2 separate regions of the Sus scrofa genome follow, and region 2 is linked to region 1. A link is a contact called in public Hi-C data. All regions are on one chromosome and are shown on one strand. The core of a region is the stretch at or near the end of the contact, and the rest is flanking DNA. Distances in the headings are between cores, read along the strand shown.

The links. A called contact is a pair of places that touch in the nucleus more often than the background predicts.
Region 2: a Hi-C map of fetal liver shows a contact between it and region 1, with 1.7 times the contacts expected there. The contact joins two enhancer-like sites. A contact is called at or near these places in 1 of 5 promoter capture datasets (fetal skeletal muscle), 22 of 47 Hi-C or Micro-C datasets (adipocytes, alveolar macrophages, brain and 15 more) and 2 of 2 datasets of contacts at active chromatin or transcription factors (alveolar macrophages and skeletal muscle).

What each region holds. Positions count from the first base shown.
Region 1 is chr8:29,635,963-29,638,985 of Sscrofa11.1, reverse strand. No RefSeq gene overlaps it. Among named protein-coding and RNA genes, the nearest start is that of MIR9840, 88 kb to the right of the region's middle. Within about 2 kb of position 1,480, at least 32 of the 83 cell types and tissues checked have an H3K27ac peak or open chromatin away from gene starts, as enhancers often do.
Region 2 is chr8:30,046,524-30,049,546 of Sscrofa11.1, reverse strand. It overlaps KLF3 (Kruppel like factor 3), which reads right to left. Exons shown (of 6, transcript NM_001134352.2): 3 at 1,675-2,167; 4 at 586-736. Among named protein-coding and RNA genes, the nearest start is that of KLF3, 23 kb to the right of the region's middle. Within about 2 kb of position 1,551, at least 27 of the 83 cell types and tissues checked have an H3K27ac peak or open chromatin away from gene starts, as enhancers often do.

The DNA of each region.
Region 1 (3,023 bases), core at 231-2,730:
TTTGCATTCTCTTCCCCAGAAAGAAGGGGCATTTGTCTGCCTGGCCCTACCAGCTGTTAACAGCCTTCATCCAAGTCCTGGTGGGACCCTAGGATTTCAATATAAATCGCTGAAAAGGAAGGGATCCTGCCCCCTCGCTGGAGATCACCTACCCTGCTGGAAGGCCTGAGGTCAGGAGCTAGAGAATAGAGCAGATGCCTGACACACATGGTCCACTGAGGGATTTGACCTTCTCTTGTCTTATGTGAGGGGACATCACCCATGCAGCTCCCTCTGGATGGAAATCCCTTTCTCCTTGGCCTCTCTGTAAACTCCTAGTCTTCCTTCGAAACTCACATCAGGCCTTTTGTCTTTGGGAAGTGGTTCCTCAGCACCAGGCCTCCGTCGTCCCTGCCCCCTGCACCTTCGCTGCGCTGCGTTGCAGGCTTCCATGCTGTGCACGAGAGGAAGTATGAGCCTCTAAGTGTTCCGAGCATCCTTCGCTCTCCTTACCAGCTAAGCAGGCTCTTCCTACTTGGTTTCTGCCCCTCTCTCTCTCTCTTTCTCTGCATAGGGTTCCCCCTTCCCAGGATTTTCCTCTTCTCTTCTGTGATGTAGGACCAGGGCTGGGAGAAGAATATGGCAGAAACCGAGGAAAGAGGTGTTTGGAAGAGAGGAGAGCCTGGTGGTCTAGGGCCAGAAAGATATTTCCTCTAGGATACAAAAGGGAACACTGGATAGATCTGGGTAGTTTTCTGGTGGTTGGTTTGTTTCTCTGTTTTTAAGAAAAAGTGCCAAGATAGGCTCAGGGTATGAAGAACTAGGTACAAAAGGAAAGAGGTGATATTGAAGGTGGCTCTGGAGAATTCTCTTTTTTTTTTCTTTTCTTTTCTTTTGTGGCTGTTTTTTTTTTTGTTTGTTTGTTGTTTTTTGTCCTTGCCGGCAGCATGAGGAAGTTCCCGGTCCAGGGATCAAAACCTGTGCCCCAGCAACGACAAGGCTGGATCCTTAACTGCTAGGCCACCAGGGAACACCCAGGGGATCTATGTATAGACTCTGAAAGTATGAGGACTTCAATTACTCTGAAGTCGGCTCTGGCGGCTGGGCCTCTCTCTTGCTGGCCGCTGCTCTGAAGCTGGACTCCGTGGGTTGTGCTTCCACGAGGACATCCTTGGGCGTCTCCCATCTTTCGTTTCGCTGTTGCCAGTGTCTAGCATAGAACCCAGTGCCCAAGAGATGCTCAGAAAGGTTAGCTTTCTCCTGCCTTCTTCCCTTCCATCAACCCTGCGCAGCGCACCAGGCTGAAAGAATGGCAGATTGGAGCAGGGGCTGACAGGACAGCTCGGGGGAGAGAGGCAAATAAAACATCCCACTAAGTCTCCTGGATGGAGAGCCAGCCGCACGTTGCTGATCTTGGCTGAGAGCCCACCATGTACCAGCCCCCTCCGGGCCTCTGGGGCATGGCTAATTAAAGACACGGTTACTCATTTCATTCCCAAGTCGCTATTTAAGGAAGTAGAATCATGCCATTCCTACAAGGCCTCTGACCCTACCCTAGAGGCAAACAATGCCAGGGCTTGTCCCAGTGGCTCTAAGTACAGAGCTGTTCCAAGAGCCTGGGAGGGGGTGGAGGGGGGTGAGGCAGGCCCTACACTGGCCCTTCAGGTCCTCCTCTCTGCTTCCCTCTGCGGGGCTTGGACCCAGTGACAACCCCTCTCTGAGCCCCCTGCCAGGGCCACTCCTGTGTCTGGACACACCCAGAGTCACACAGCTGACTCAGAAACACACACTAACAATCTCCTTTGGGTTTTCAAGTAGCAGCACTGGAGCTTTTTCAGTTATTTTTTAAGTAAAGAAAACGCTGCTTTTAATCAATAGACTTACAGAGATCTGCTCTGCTCTGCAGGCCCAGTTCTAGGCATTGGGAAGAGGAATGAATAAAAATAAGTCCTGGAATTCCCATCGTGGTGCAGTGGTTAACGAATCCGACTAGGAACCATGAGGTTGCGGGTTCGGTCCCTGCCCTTGCTCAGTGGGTTAACGATCCGGCGTTGCCGTGAGCTGTGGTGTAGGTCGCAGACGTGGCTCGGATCCCGCGTTGCTGTGGCTCTGGCATAGGCCAGTGGCAACAGCTCCAATTCGCCCCTAGCCTGGGAACCTCCATATGCCGCGGGAGCAGCCCAAGAAATAGCAAAAATAAATGAATAAATAAATAAAATAAATAAATAAAAAAAAGTCCTGCCCTCAGAGACTGTCCAGTCTGATAGATGAAACAGATGGACACACAAATGAATTACAAGAATGTGGAATAGGTACAAAGGTAGAGTTGTGTACAATGCACACTACAGAGCAAGTGGTAATAAGCTGGGACTGGTAGGGAAAGAAAGGTGTGCGGAGTGGGGGTGAGGAGTGCGGGTTGCTGAGGTGGGTTTTGAGGTGCAAATAGGAGTTTATCAAGTAACCTAGTTAAGGAAGAACATTCCTAGCAAGGAAAAAGTATATTCAAAGTCACTTAAATCATGGAGAAATTAGTTGATGCTGGTTTCCATGGGTCTTAAATTTTCCTAACAAATAATTTATACAGGAGATTAGAGTGAATGAAAAGCTAGGCTGAAACATCAAATACAAGCATGAAATTTTTAAAAATGTATTATGGAAGGAATGTATGACTAGGTCACTTTGCTGTACAGCAGACACTGGCACAACATTGTAAATCAACTGTAATTCAAAAAAAACTTTAAAATAAGTAAAAATGTGCTATTGAGAAGTAATTGACATAAAGGAGTTCCCTCTGTGGCTCATTGGGTTAAGAACCCAACATAGGGTCCAGGAGGATGCAGGTTCGATACCAGGCCCTGCTCAGTGGCTTAAGGATCTGGCATTGCCGAAAGCTGTGGTGTACATTGCAGATGTGGCTTGGATCCAGTGTTGCCATGGCTGTGGCGTCAGCCTCAGCTTCAGCTCCAATTCAACCTGGGAACTTCCATATGCCACGGGTGCGGCCTTAAAAAGAAAAAAAAAAAAGAAAGAAAAAAAATTAATTG
Region 2 (3,023 bases), core at 302-2,801, 410 kb before region 1:
GTGATTCAAAAGACCAGAGAATAAAGAGTTCTTTCAATGCCAAGCGTCTCTGAGTGACACAGTCAACTTTCTGTTGCCACAGGCCTGGTTCTGAACTATCTTTCTTGTGCTTGACGTTGACCTGAAAAATTCTGATTCAAGCCATTTTCCATCATGGAAACACTTAGGAGCACTAGCAACGGGAAGGAAGATGTGTGATCCTATGACACAGTTTCAGGATCCAAACTTAAGTGGAGTCTCTACCACACCAAATTCTATCTAGGGTGATACGGGGATAAAGATGGTGGGAGAACTATATACACAGCCTCTGGAAGGATGAGAAATAAAACCCAAGATAAACATGATTTATGGAGTTAAGTGGCAAAATCACTGCTGACCAAGTCACTGAAAACATGATGTAATCTGTGCGACAGAGTACGTTGCTTTTGGAGAGATTTTCCCGTCTGGCCCAGTGGCTGCCCCTGCAACAAGGCAGCCCTGGCAGTCCACAACACATCCTGCGTTGGAAGCTGGTGCTTCTGTTCCAGCTCCAGCTCCAAGAAGCACACTGCTATGCAAATGCCAGGCAGGCCTCAATATACTTACTCTTGCAACAAGGCTTGCGGGGGGGACACTGAGTTCATTAAAGGGGGTGACATTTCTTCAGGATAATAATCTGTCCTCTGTGGTTCGATCCCAGGTTCTATTTTAATTTTTTTCTGTAATATAGGCTTCTCATATGATTCAATTACAGGTACTAAAAAATAAAAATAGAAAAGTCACTCTATATACAATTTACCAATTCAGCCTTTAAAAACTTTATTGCACAGCTTCTAGCTATAACACTGGTGTGTGTGAGTATGCGCCTTTGGCAGTGACAGCCGACATGAATCTGGGGGGGACTCCTGTTGCTCCTGAAGATTATCTTCCCAGCAAGCTTTGTATGTAGGAAGCTGGACTTTTAAGACATCAGCCCCCCAAAGATTTCTTCCTTATGACCTTTGTTTATCTCCTTTAACCCCAGGCCTTTGCTTCTGACCAGTCAGTAAACAAGGTGGCTTTTAACAGCCATTAGTTATTACAAGGTCTAAAGGCATTTCTTTCTTTTTCTTTTTAGGGCCCCCATCTGCAGCATATGGGAATTCCTGGGCCAGGAGTCGAAAGCAGAGCTGCAGCTGCCAGCTGACACCACAGCCACAGCCAACACTGGATCCGAGCGGCATGTGAGATCTACACTGCAGCCTGGAGCAGCATGGGATCCTTAACCCACTGAGCAAGGCCAGGGGTCAACCTGCATCCTCACAGAGACAGCATTGGTCCTTAACCCACTCAGCCCCAATGGGGATTCCTAAAGGTATGTCTTATATGCCTTTCTGCACCTAAGCACCAAGCTGGCAGTCAATAAAGCAAACTCTAAGGTCAAGATTCATATTATCCCAAAGTTGACAGTGACTTAGTGAAACGAATTCTTTCACAGCATTCAACAGCTGGCCTGGTTCTTGGGAGCCCTACCAGCTATCGACCCTTTAAAAAGAAAAAGGAAATGCCTTAGGCAGACTCTGAATGTTTCCTTTTCAGCGCAGAGCAGCTCCCGGCCCCAGGCTTCCGGTGCTCCCTCCCCCACACCCTGCGGGGCAGACCCGCAGGGCAAGGTCCTTCTAAAGGCCTCAGCCGCGGCGGGGGAGGGGGGGTTACCTTGCATGCTACTGCTGGAATTCTCCATCTCCTCCGACAAGGAGACCATGAGAGGCTGCTGGAGGTGGCTGGTGTACATGAAGGGGACGGGCTGCACCACGACGGGCTGGATGACCGGCAGGATGCCTGGGCTGCGGATGCCGCCGTGCCGGGACAGGGCCGCGGCCATCACGGGGGGCATGGACAGCGGCACGCTGAAGGGCTGCACGCCGGGGGGCGGCGGCGGCGAGTACTTCTTGGCGGGCGGGCTGGACGAGGGCAGGCTCAGCCCGGGCGAGGCTCTCCGGTGCGGGGCCTGGAACTTCAGGGAGGAGGGGGAGCCCCCGGCCGAGGGCGGGGAGCTGCGCTTGTTCACCGTGAGGTCCACCGGCTCCATCTGCATCCCGTGCGACAGGCCTTCCGGGGTCTGGAAGAACTTATCCGGTAACGGGGTGGAGTAGATGACGCCGTACTTGTTGGGCTTTATTGACTCCATGTAACTCGACGGGTAGGACTGTCGGGAAAGAGACAGAAGCGTGTCAACTGCAGGAAAGGGCATCGGCTTGAAAGGTGAATTAAGATGAAAACACCCAACAAGGCACATTCACTTACATGGACTTTAATAAGCGGTTTGGCTTTAGAGATCTGCTTGAGCCTAAAAGAATGTACGGCAGCGGTGGTCTCATAATAAACGTAAGCACTGAGGTTAAGGTGGGGACTGTGTCCCATGGGAAAACATCACATTTAATTCTGGGATGATGATGGCTGTGTCCAGTGTTAAGGCTGAGGATGATACCTGGTAAAATGCTGAAACAGCTTATGAAACAGAAGGCTTATGGGCCTTTATCATTAGGAGGTGGCACTGGGGTTCACCGAGGACCAGCCAAGCCAGCTAACCTTGCTACCTTCCTGATGGGGTTTCTCAATTGGCGGAAAAAACTCTCCCCGACTTTAGTGTCTGCCACCTCAGCAGGGACACACAACGTATCTCGGATCCTTTTGTGGAACAGGGACAAACAGAGCTGCACGATAGTGCCTTAGGATGGCCTCCGGTCTCCATGCCCAGAGTGACCAAGAGCCCTGGTTTGCCCCGCACTGTCCTGGCTGTAGCCCTAAAAGTCCAACATCCGAGGAAAACGCCTCAGGCAAACCGGGATGGCCGGTCACCCTGCACACCTCTATATGGAAGGCCGATCACGCTAGGGTACTTAAGCCCTTGGCCCCAGCATGTTCCATGGACAGATCCACCATCTGAATGAAGCTGTAGAAGACGATGATTTCCAAATGTGCGGATGACACAGAACTCTGAGAGAAGGCCAGGAGAATATGCCTCAAATATTTATGACGTGTGATGCCGGAAGGGACTTGCA